Linked DNA regions of Mus musculus: region 2 is linked to region 1. Evidence: chromatin contacts called from public HiChIP or PLAC-seq data. All regions are on one chromosome and are shown on one strand. The core of a region is the stretch at or near the end of the contact, and the rest is flanking DNA. Distances in the headings are between cores, read along the strand shown. Region 1 overlaps Zfp185 (zinc finger protein 185). Region 2 holds the start of Naa10 (N(alpha)-acetyltransferase 10, NatA catalytic subunit).

The links. HiChIP or PLAC-seq counts read pairs in DNA pulled down with a chosen protein or histone mark.
Region 2: a contact with region 1 is called in an H3K27ac HiChIP or PLAC-seq map of cardiomyocytes, with 10 times the contacts expected there. The contact joins the promoter of Naa10 here to the enhancer-like site in region 1. A contact is called at or near these places in 4 of 39 promoter capture datasets (the SN4741 cell line, hippocampal neurons, liver and 1 more), 1 of 484 Hi-C or Micro-C datasets (forebrain), 12 of 115 datasets of contacts at active chromatin or transcription factors (the NIH/3T3 cell line, astrocytes, bone marrow-derived macrophages and 9 more) and 3 of 9 other capture datasets (adipose tissue, liver and pancreatic islet).

The regions. Positions count from the first base shown.
Region 1 is chrX:73,005,041-73,011,008 of GRCm38.p6, forward strand. The region is part of intron 12 of Zfp185 (zinc finger protein 185); the gene reads left to right. Among named protein-coding and RNA genes, the nearest start is that of Mir2137, 16 kb to the left of the region's middle. Within about 2 kb of position 3,196, at least 324 of the 459 cell types and tissues checked have an H3K27ac peak or open chromatin away from gene starts, as enhancers often do. A contact at or near this core is called in the NIH/3T3 cell line, the SN4741 cell line, adipose tissue and 12 more, where this site is marked.
Region 2 is chrX:73,918,390-73,924,054 of GRCm38.p6, forward strand. Naa10 (N(alpha)-acetyltransferase 10, NatA catalytic subunit) reads right to left here and starts at 3,555. Exons shown (of 8, transcript NM_019870.3): 1 at 3,367-3,555; 2 at 2,883-2,981; 3 at 2,594-2,652; 4 at 1,574-1,619; 5 at 1,365-1,480; 6 at 1,113-1,157. The coding sequence starts at 3,387. Renbp (renin binding protein) reads right to left here. Exons shown (of 11, transcript NM_023132.3): 10 at 3,962-4,049; 11 at 3,732-3,874. The coding sequence ends at 3,750.

The sequences.
Region 1 (5,968 bases), core at 1,946-4,445:
CCCAGAATTCCTCGTGTCTTGCTCTAGTGACCATTGACCATCAATGTGGCTACCTCCCTCTGAGTTTTCACCTTTTGTTTCCATTCTTGTTTGAAAGCTGTTAAATCTGAATAGCAATGTTTGCCTAGAGTCCACTGGAACTTGGATTGGCTCTGATCACAATAATTTAGAGAGGCAAAGATTTCTGCTCCCAAGTCATCTAAATTACACGAGGTCACAGCCTAATGAACGTGCTGAAACAGGCATTGGTGCAGGAAAAAAAAAAAAAGGTGAGATGCCAGTGCTTCCCACCGCCATTACCAGTACCACATCCTTTGCCCATGCATGTTTTACTTCTTGTTGGATTTTCTTCTTCTCCAGACTTAGCCACTACTGAACCCCCATCATTGACTCTCCAATTCCTGCAGAACAAATCCAAGTCCCTAACTCATAGCTATAGGCCCATCCCTCAGCAAGGAATGGCCTCGGGTACAATGAATGTGTGGGGAAGGCAGAAAAACAAAAAACAATAACAGACTAATGAATGACCTAATAATAGAGGAATCTCTGCCTTCTTACAAAGTCTGCCTTCCCCACATACTCATCTGCATAAGTAGCCTTTGTCTCCAGGGATGCCTCTGTTTTAGTTTGGAACCATGTTGGAATTGGTAGAACTGTCACTTTTTTTATTATTATTATTGTTGGTCTGAAGAGAGCTGAAACTGCTGAAGGGCCAGCCCATCCTCATGACCTCCTGAAGTCCACCCCACGTGGATCCATCCCTTGAGGACACTTTTCTAGGTGCTTTCCCAGCTGGTTCTCCCAGCAGCAGGTTCATTTTCTCACTAATCTACCTAGTTGCAGCGGGTGCCTGGAGACAGATAAAGTAGGCCCCACCTCGGTAATCTCTGTTTTGAAGAGGTCTGGGAAAGGCCATTAGGCCAGGGACTCGGTTCTTTGAGTTGCTACTAATGTAACTTTTTGCTATCTTTGCAGGCATCAGAAAGATCTTTCCCAAATAAACCACAATGTGTTTATCCCCCTCTTTCAACTTCTCAATGGCTCTCTACTTCCTTGAAATTAAGCCGAAACCCCTGTCTCTAGCTCCTATAGTTCTGCATGGCAGTGGGGACTCCCTATCCAGCCTTTTCTTTCTCCTGTACCACAGTGCTGCAAACTGTTTCAGAGTGCTATTGGCTATTGTAGAAGACATCTGATCTAGTCTGGCTCTGGTGGCTTTCTTTTGGACTGTTCATTGGCATCATCCTTCCATTTGTTTTACATGAAGCTAAACCTTAAACTCATTTGCAAAATAACATGAAGTATCTTTCTAGATTTGTAGGATTTAGTGCAGTCTGTTACAGTTATCTCACTTATACTAGTTTGAAGTTTGATTTTGTATGTATATGTGGGTGTACATGTGTATGCATGTCTGTGTGTATGTTCACATGGGTATGCTCCTGTGTGTGTGTGTGTGTGTGTTTATGTGTGTCTGTGTGTTTGTGTATGCGCATGTGTGTCAAGACCAGAGATCAACTTCTAGTGTCATTCCTTAGGCACCATACATCGTGTTTTGTGAGACAGGATCTCTTATCAGGACCTAGGATTTAACATGTTCCAAAGCATAGAGTAGTTGAAGACTAATGAGTGAGGAGACTGGATCAGGGCCGTGTTCCATATAATGAAATTTTATCAGGTTTTAATCCAAAGAAGAACGGCTGTGGTTTATAGACTTAAAGATGAATAGGTATTTGAATTTTAACACCACACTACAGTCACCTTTTACATTAAATCATATGCTGGGAGGTGGTGTGGAAAATGGATCTGTAAGCTACAGGCCTTGTTATGCACCTTTTTTTTTCTTTTAAATTTTACTAACGATTAGAACTGAGGAAAATAATAGCTGATGATAGCTACAGTATGTTGTTTTTATGTACTTTACAGTTGCCTCAATAACCCTGTGAGATGGGTAAATGGGGAAACAAACAGGTTAAGTGATTTATCCAAAACCATACCCGTGGTAGCTGAGAGCTAATGAACAGCCTCAAGGAGAAACCTTCTGAGAAACTTGAGCAAGCTAGTTGATGAAATGTGTTTGAAGGCTAATGTCTCCTTCCAGCTGGTGTACTTAATCTGGTGTTATTCCCCAAGCCAAGAAAGATTTCTGATTGTGCAATTTGATAGAGGAGAAAACTTGGGTCCACACATGTGATGAGCAAATAGGAATAAACTCTAAATCTGCCCTACTGCAGAGCTCAGGCCCAGATAGTAACATTGCTCTAATATTTACCCGTTTGAAAAATCAAAGCAAACATTTCTGATGACACTGTTTAATAACTGGCTATGTTTGGATTGTTTTTTTTCCCATTTAAATTAAAAAAATTATATGTATAAGTGTTTTGCCTGCACATGTATGTTTTTGCACACCACCCATTTGCCACGTCAGTGGTGGCCAGTAGAGAGAGGACAGTGGATCCTCGGAGACTAGAGTTAGAGATTGTTTCTAGCTGTATGTGGGTGCTTGTAATAAAACTTAAGATTTCTAAAGAGTACACACTGCTCTTAACTGCTGAACCATCTTTCTAGCCCTTCATCTGGGGAAATATTAATAACAAGAGTTCTTGAGATTTTTGTTTAATTTCCTGAAGGTATGTCTCCAGCGTTTTTCTTAAGCATTTCAATTTCCTCTCTTCTCCAGTATACACTGGAGATGGCAGCTCTCAATCAGAGGTTTGTCCTGCCCACCCCTACCCTCTTGCGTCATACAGTAGTAACCGAAGATTTTTTGGGTTGCCACAACCGAGGGTGGCTTCTAAAGGCTAAAAATCATGGATGCTGCTAAACGACCTATAGTGACAGGTGATATTAGTGCCTCATTCTCAACACACACAGTATTATTATCCAGACAAAAACGTTAATATTAATATTGACAAGCCTTGCTCTAGCAACTTATGTTCACTTGGGGGAACACACACACACTGAGGAGTGTGTCAGCATAGATCTAGTCAGACTGCCGCAGACAGGCACCACGAATACGGACGCATGCACCCGTGACTGCAGCAGATTTCTGTTGCGCAGGCAGATTTGGATCGCTCCTGCGGGGGGGGGGCGGGGAGGGAAGGGGGGAGGGGGCGCATGCGCATGAGTAAGCTAGCCAGCTCCAGGGTAAGAATACACCTACTCGCGCGGCCATTTCCTGCAGCCGCTAGCTCAGGCTGAGGTGCCCGCTATGAAAGGAGAGTACAAAATGGCTGCTCCAGAGACCAGCTTCTAAGGGGCTCCTCCTGAGGCAGTGCTAGCTCCAGCCACGAGATGGCGCTGGAGGATCACAAATGGTCCCTGTTGCGCCAGTGCACTCCCGTTACCCATCCCCCTACTAGTAATGTCAGAGGGCGGTTGACTACAGTAGCCTACTTAGGAGTGACCAAACCCAAGGATAGTCCCCTTTCCTTTGATAAACAGTGGTTGATGGGCTTGAGGACAGACCCAGGTGACAAAGTTAATGTAAATGTCAGAAGCCTTAGGAGCTTTACCCAGTGTTCATTTGATTGTGCAAAGTGGACTAAATGCAGGGATTCTTGAGCTTGAATTTAAGCCCAAGGTAACTTTATGGGACCCTTGGATCACTCAGCTCTTACATGAACAATAATGGAAATAGTTTCCACCATAGACAGTTCAAAGAGTTAAATGGGTTTACATATGTAAAGCATGCAGGACACTGAGGAGTGTGTACAAAATATTATCAAATGCTACATTTATTCTTTATTTTATTTTATTTTATTTTACTTTTAATTTATTTTTTACACTCCATGTTCCATTCCCTGCTCCCCCCATCCACCCTCCAACTGCTCCATATCCCATACCTCCTCCCCACCCCACTCTGTCTCCACGTGGATGTCTCTACCCCACCCCACCTGAGCTCTAAACTCCCTGGGGCCTCCAGTCTCTTGAGGGTTAGGTGCATCATCTCTGAATGAACACAGACCTGGAAGTTCTCTGCTGTATGTGTGTTGGGGGCCTCATATCAGCTGGTGTATGTTGCCTGTTTGGTGGTCCAGTGTCTGAGAGATCTTGGAGGTCCAGATTAATTGAGACTTGCTGGTCCTCCTACAGGATCGCTCTTCTCCTCAGCTTCTTTCAGCCTTCCCTAATTCAACAACAGGGGACAGCTGCTTCTGTCCATTGGTTGGGTGCAAATATCTGCATCTGACTCAGCTGCTTGTTGGGTCCTTCGGAGGGCAGTCATGATAGGTCCCTTTTTGTGAGTGCTCCATAGCCTCAGTAATCAAATGCTACCTTTATAAAACCTTCAAGATAGATAAAGTTCTGCCAATTTTTTTTTTTGTTGTTTATTCAGTCATTTGATAGCACACCGTCTTACCTTTTTCCTTCAAAGTTTTGGTATCACATGTTAAATCTAAGACTTAGATTGTTTTCTTCTTTGTTGTGTTGCAAGTGTGGATTTTTTCTAGTTTGTATTTGACACACGAAGGTGAGTGTTAGACATGTACTCAGTGCTGGCAACTGTGGTCAGGCAGCAGATTACATTGCGTAGAAAGTGGCATTGTCTTCTTGTGCAGTATGTAGTTAGGTCAAAAATTGGCAGTGGTTGCCTTAAGCTACCAGAGTCTGTGAAGGCTTCAGAGAATTCAACAGATATCACATCCTATGGGCCTCCTTCTCTCTCCCCACTCCAGTTTAGCAGTAGCTGAGGCCGAGTGGCAAGAAATTAAGATACTCCCTTCAGGATGTTATAGTGCACAGAAAGGCATCCTGTGAGGGTTTGACCAATATCTTTTTCATGACCTATAAAGGTTACAGCTGAAACTGCAGTTGCCCTGCTTCAAGGCCCAGGGTTTCCCCATATTGCCCTGCCTCCGAGCGGCTCTTTCTGAAGAACCTTGCCTCTGTTTACTCAGCACTACTTCCTGGCAGAGCTGGAACCAGCAGAGGAGTTTAGTATCCTCTTACCTGAGGCTGAAAACTTCAATTAGTTTTACAACCTAGTCCCTGAAAAGCATGGCCATCGCACATTCTTTTTGTTCTGCCAGCTTAGAGCCTCCCAGGGATGGTAGTCACTGATAATGGGTTTTTATTCTGTCCTTACCTCAGGAGTTCCCAGAGCACTGCAGGGAGGTTCTAAGATGATAAAATAAAGAGACAGGAGTAGTGATGAGAGATGAGTGCAACACCTTCTACTGTCTTTCCTGTGGCCCCCACCTTTGAGAGGACATTGCAGACAAACTGAGGAAGACATACCCTCCTCGATGGCCTCAGATGTAGCTCGAGCTGTTTATGTCAGTGCGGTAGCTTGTTTTTCTTACTCCAGGCCACTGCCTGGGTTCTCTGAATGTGCTCAGAATGTTGATACCCTGGTCCTGGGGCGGTGTTGACTGCTTTCTCGGGTTTGAGATGTTGGAATGGGACTGTGATCAACATAAGAAGTCTGCATGTTTCTTGGTGCATGAGGCAAGAGGCAAGTCTGTTTCCCAGAGCGTACATGGTAAGCTGCTAGGTTTGCTGAGGACTACTTTTCTTTATCCAGTGGTGGTGTCAAAGTATGACAGGGAGCATGAGTGACACGGACTGTGGGGAAGAGAGAAATGGAATGAAAAAGACAAGGAAGGACCACGCTTAAGAAAGCAAAAGAGAGAGTGAAGACAGTTTGTGTGTGTGTGTGTGTGTGTGTGTGTGTGTGTGTGTGTCTGCACGGGAATGATGGATACTGTGACTGTAACGAAAGGTAACTGTGAAGTATGGGCAGATTTTCAAACCTCCGCTCTCATTTGTGGTTCGGAGATTTTAAAGGGTACATAAAATCAATGACATAAAATTAGAAATGGAAATATCTAGGGGAACAAAGGGAATTAGTTGGAGGTGTGTGTAAAATGAGAGTCAAGGTATATGGGGGAAATATGTTCAGTGTACAAAATGCTTGTTTTAAATTGTCCTTATGTAACATAACACAGTGTACCAGGTACAATAAGAG
Region 2 (5,665 bases), core at 2,305-4,804, 910 kb after region 1:
CTTGAGTAGCCCTGACACTGGAAGGGAAGCCCTTTGATGACCTAGGAAGGTTCCTTGCCAGTCTTCAGAGGTACATGTTGGGTATCTTCCTCAGTTGCTTTCCACCTTATTTTTATTTTTTCAAAATAGGGTCTCTCACTGAATCTGGAACTTGTCCATTCAACTAGGCTGGTTGATTAGTGAACCCCAGGGACTCTCTTGTCTTAACCTCTTCAGCACTAGGATAACAGGTGCGGGGCACTGTATATGGCTTTTATGCATGGGTGCTAGGGATCAAACACACGTCCTCACAATTAAGCTTAATTGAGACAGGGTCTTGCTATGTGGTTGAGACTAACCTGGAACTCACTATGCTGGAACTCCAAGCCATAGTCGTCTACTTTGAGTGCAGAGATTAAGAGGCGTGTGTTACCATACCCAGCTGGAAACTGCTGACTTAGCAGCTAAAGCAGTTCCTGTTGCAGAGGCGTCTTAACTACGTCAAAGAGCCCTCCATGAATCTGGATGTAGAACCCAGAAAAGCTGAAGACTACTACCCTGTCCCAATGGTGTCATCTTCACTGGACACCCTCCAAGTCTAGTGTGGTTCAGTGGTTTCTCAAGTTAGTCTACTCCAGCCCCATTTTCCAGTAGCACTAGGTACTACCAAGTCCTCTCTTCATGGAGATGCCCATGTTTGCAGTAGACCTGCCCTCAGCCACCAGAACACTCAGAGCACTAGTTCCCTCATTGCTTTTGCTCATGGCTCCTTTTCCCTGCTGTCCCCTTTCATCTGTTATTACATGCTTCCTGGAGCCAGCCACTTCTCAGCCTTTGCTCATGCTCTAGCTTACCTTTCGTTACTCCTAAACCAGCACTAAGAAGCCCTGTGTGTTCTTTACCACACTGCCCTTCACCAATCTCACTAGCACCAAGCCACTCCTCCTCTACGAAGCATATGTTGGACCCTCCTCTACCACACACACAAATAGGTGCTTTCTTCAGGTTTGCTTGTCAGTGAATAGCCAATGAGTATACTGAAAGCCTCCCAGCAGTGTCTAGAGTCCCTCCACCCCTTTCATCCCAGCCAACTGGGTGGATCATGCCACTTAAAAAAGTCTTGATCTACTTACTGAAAGTTGAGGGTGTTGGAATAGAGATGCAGGGCGGCCCTGTTACTGCAGGGGAATAAGGCATTGGTCAGCATCACAAACTTGTCAACCTGACAGGTCATATCCTGCCCTTCTTCCTTGTCCCTCTCCCCTTTCCCACTAATACTATTTCCCATATTCTTATGAAGGCAGTAAACCCCAGAACCACTATCAATCGGGTACCCCTTCCTCCCCACTTCCCAGCATTGCCCTTTCCCCCAACTTGGCTTCCACCTCTTCCTGACATGCAGGGAGACGTATTTGGCATTGAAGTTCTCTATCATGGCTCGAGAGGCCTGGTCCATCAGCTTCTGAGCCAGGCCAAGGCGCCGGTGGGAACGCTTCACAGCCTGAGAGAAGAAGATTGGGTACAAGTCCGACCACTGTGGCTCCTTCAATTATCTCCAGTCTACCTCTACCAAACCCTCAGTAGTTATACTCACCAGTGAGGTGATATGTCCATGGGGCACATCGTCTGGGTCCTCTTCCCTAGAAGAGAAAGCTAGAAAGGAGCCTGGCATGGGTGCCATCTATCTGGGATACCTGTGCACACAGGTGCTCAGACTCTTTGTGGCTACAGCATCCCAGATCCAAAAAGAAGAGAACTAGGAACTTCTGAATCAGAATAGCCAATCATGACCCCCTCAAAGCCCCACGCTACACCTATCAGATATTTGCAGTGTCAACAGATCACCCTGCAATAGATGCCCACAAAAAGAGTAATGCTGATTGCAGAGCATTACGTGAGGGGAGCCAGTTTGAAAGAGCTATAAGCTACTATTTCAACTCTACATCATTATGAAAAGATGACCCTGTTGTACGAGGTTGAGGGAGGGATGGCTACTTTTTAAAGGTAAACTCTTTAATTGTCCAATTCAGAGAGTGTGCAACACATACAGAAACACAACAATGAAAACAGGAATCTGCTTAATGAAATCTGTATTGGTTTCTCACTTTTTTTTTTTTTTTTTTTTGGTTTTTCCAGACAGGGTGTCTCTGTGTAGCCCTGGCTGTCCTGGAACTCACTCTGTAGACCAGGCTGACCTCAAACTCAGAAATCCACCTGCCTCTGCCTCCCGAGTGCCGAGATTAAAGGCGTGCGCCACCACAGCCGGCAGGTTTCTCACTTCTAACAAGTGTACCATACATGGTAGTTAGAGAACAAACGTGGAGGAGGAGTGTATGGGAAAACTCTGTACCCTCTGCTCAATTTTTCTGTCAGCTTCGAGCTTCCCTACAAATCTGTTAATTAAAACAACATTCATAGCAAGCTGGCCATAGTTAAATCTCAGCATTAAGAAGGCTCAGCATGAAGACTACTATAAGTTTGAGGTTAGCCTGAGTGAGCACCAATCTGGACAACAGAGAATGCCTCTCAAACTAATTCACCGCTTCCCATTCCCTTCTCCAAAGCTTTTGTCCTTCTTAACATTAGTGTCTTTTCTTTCTCCTTGGTGACTCACATTTTAGCCAAGACGTAGCCCACAATCTTCCCATTCTCATCCTCAGCAATGTAAGAAAGCTGGTGACAGAAAGGAAAAGGACGTCATGTAGTGCAGGCAACAGGACAGAGCTCACTGCCAGCCTCCACTCTGTGGAGCCTAGTTTCTATACACACCCTTTCATTTGCCAGGCTTCTCCATCAACCAGAGCCTCAGGTTCTTATACCCTTGCCCACTGCGTTTGCTCACTCGGATCCATGTTTCCCTCCTGTTGCACCCTACACCCCTACAAAACGCAAAAGCTGCCCACCTGGGGCCAAGAGAGGCCATGATAGAAATAGTACTTCATCTGGTAGTTCTCCGGCAGGCAGAGAAGGTTGCAGTGCTGCATGTTCATCAGGTCTTCGGGCTGCATGAGAGTGGGATACGGTTAGTCCAGGGCTGCAATGACTAAGAGGGCCACACACGTCGATCTCTGGGTCTCCCCTTTCCCCGGGGCAGGGCACAGTTGCTACTATACGACTTTGCACAAGCCCTGTTTCCATGCGGCATGCAAAACGTGCCAGTTCCAGGACTGAGTAATAGTGTCCAAAGGTTGTGGAGCCCACTCAATGAGATCTGAATTAGGAAACGCGGGATAAACGCGAGATGTTTAAAGCAGGCTGCAGCAGCCTTAAGGTCCGGCGTCGGCAGACCTACAGGACCAAAGCACCAGGTCCCTCGATAACATGCTCACACGGTCACCCCGTAAGGCGCCCACTCGGTGCGGACAGGCTGGCTCCCCGTCACCTCACCCTAGCATTGCGGATGTTCATCGCGGCGGCGGCGGAGCTCGCGGGTCCTTGTGGGTCGTGAACGCGTGCACTCGGCGGCCACTTAGAAGCAGGGAAAGGACGATAGGAGCTTGGACTGGGGCCAGGATCCTGGGACGGCGGCGGAAAAGGCGGACCGCTCCGACCTGCCTGCAGCGGAAGTACCCAGCTATAGGACCCGCCTCCGAACTGCACAACCAATGAGCGTGGCACTTAGAGATAATTGGGCGTGATGGATCAGCGCCCAAGGTGGTGCGTTTGAAGCCACAGCGAAGACCTTTCAAGGCGGGAAGTGTGGGCAATAGTTGTACCCTCCCTCGGAGCCCACAGAGGCGCGCACACAAGCATGTGGAACAGGGTCATCTTTATTTCGAGCCTTCATGGGTAGAGACAGCGGGCGAGGAGTCGAGGGGGGCGGGCTCAAGGCGTTGGAGTAGGGCTCCTAGAATCTGCTCGCACATGGCCAGGCACCGCGGCACATGGAAGCAGCCTGTGGGGAGAATGAACCCCGGGGTAGGGAGGATCCGGCGAGCCGGGTGCCACAAACCCCTACAGTCTCGCCCCGTTCCTCGCTCACCTTTAAAAGGACCTCCCTTGATGGTGAGGGCCACCTTTCCCTCTTGGTTCAGGTAGCCAAACCATTCCCCATACTCAGGATCACGAAACTAGAATAAAGAGACAATGACAGTTCGTGTCTGGTAGGACCCACTCGAATGTCACCGGTTGAGGAAGGGGCCCTCGCTGTCCCTTTTGCACCGGTACCAATGGTTAGAGTAAAAAGCGCAGTTTCACAAATCAGTACTTTTAGTGGACCGTATCCTGGAAAAAGATGAAAGCTGTGGGTAGTAGGCAGTTTGCCTTAGCATGTAACCTGATGGGGGGAGGGGTTGCAGGCTGTGTGCTGCTACACTGAGAGAACAGGTGTTCTATATTCAGTTGTGGTTTGTTAGATAACACTTAAAATTGAAAATTTTAAAAATGGATACATTTTACCTTATCTGAATTTTTTTTTTTTTTTTTTTTTTTTTTGAGAATCCTAAACCGGGCGGTGGTGGCGCACGCCTTTAATCCCAGCACTCCGGAGGCAGAGGCAGGCGGATTTCTGAGTTCGAGACCAGCCTGGTCTACAGGACAGTCAAGGGCTATACAGAGAAACCCTGTCTCGAAAAACCAAAAAAATTAAAAATAAATAAAAATAATAAAAAGAATCCTAGATTGACGTTTCAGCAAACTTTACAACTAGTGACTTCCCTGGAGTTCATGTCATCTACTTCACAGGCCTTTAGTCTAAAAGATCTTTGGATTACAAGCAGAGACACATAGCTCCTGTCCTTGCGTACCAAGGTTTTTATTATGACTCACAGTCTTTCCTTTAGCCCTATGTAATGGGGCATGCCCTTAGTCCCAGTCCTCAGGAGGCAAAGTCTTGACACATTTCTATAAGGTTCATGCCAACCTGGTCTTCTGCCTGTCTTGACCATAGGTTCTGAACACATCTCTCACTTCTTTTGAACCTGTCCAGTGTGTCTGATGCTTCAGATATGGGGAGCAGCAGCTCAGGTGGCTGGACAGACCCATTCATTGTACACCCCATTATTCTTTCACTGAGGCTTTTCACCTCCACAAAATATAGCCCAGATCCTTATCCATTGCTTCCAATTTTGCTCCTACTGATAAAATAATTAAGTAGAACCCCTTCTTAGAAGGCTTATAGAACAAACCAAATTGCATTAAAGTTTACTACCAAAATGTTCCCTTTAAATTGTGACATGAGTTGTACATTTTAAGCTGTGTGATGGTTCATGTCTATAATCTCAGCACTCAGGAGGCTGAGGCAGGAGAATTAAGTTCAAGAGCAGTCCAGATTTTGTCTCAAAGAGTGGTTGGTGGTACATTCTCCAAGTGAGGTATAACCAGTTCTGTATCTATTCTTTATAACTTTTGAGTGGCCTTGTCCCTTCTTGTGTGTTTATTTTTGAGAAGTCTCACTGTGTATCCCTGGCTGTCCTGGAATCTGCTGTGTGGCTCAGGCTGCCCTGGTAAAAAGTTCTCTCTTGAGATCTCCCCATTGCTGACACTAAAGTCATGCACCATAACTGCCTCATTGTCTTTATTTTATTTTATTGGTTTTTTTTTTTTCGAGACAGGGTTTCTCTGTGTAGCCTTGGCTGTCCTAGAACTCACTTTGTAGACCAGGCTGACCTCGAACTCAGAAATCCACCTGCCTCTGTCTCCCAAGTGCTGGGAATTAAAGGTGTGCGCCACTACCACCTGGCTTGAT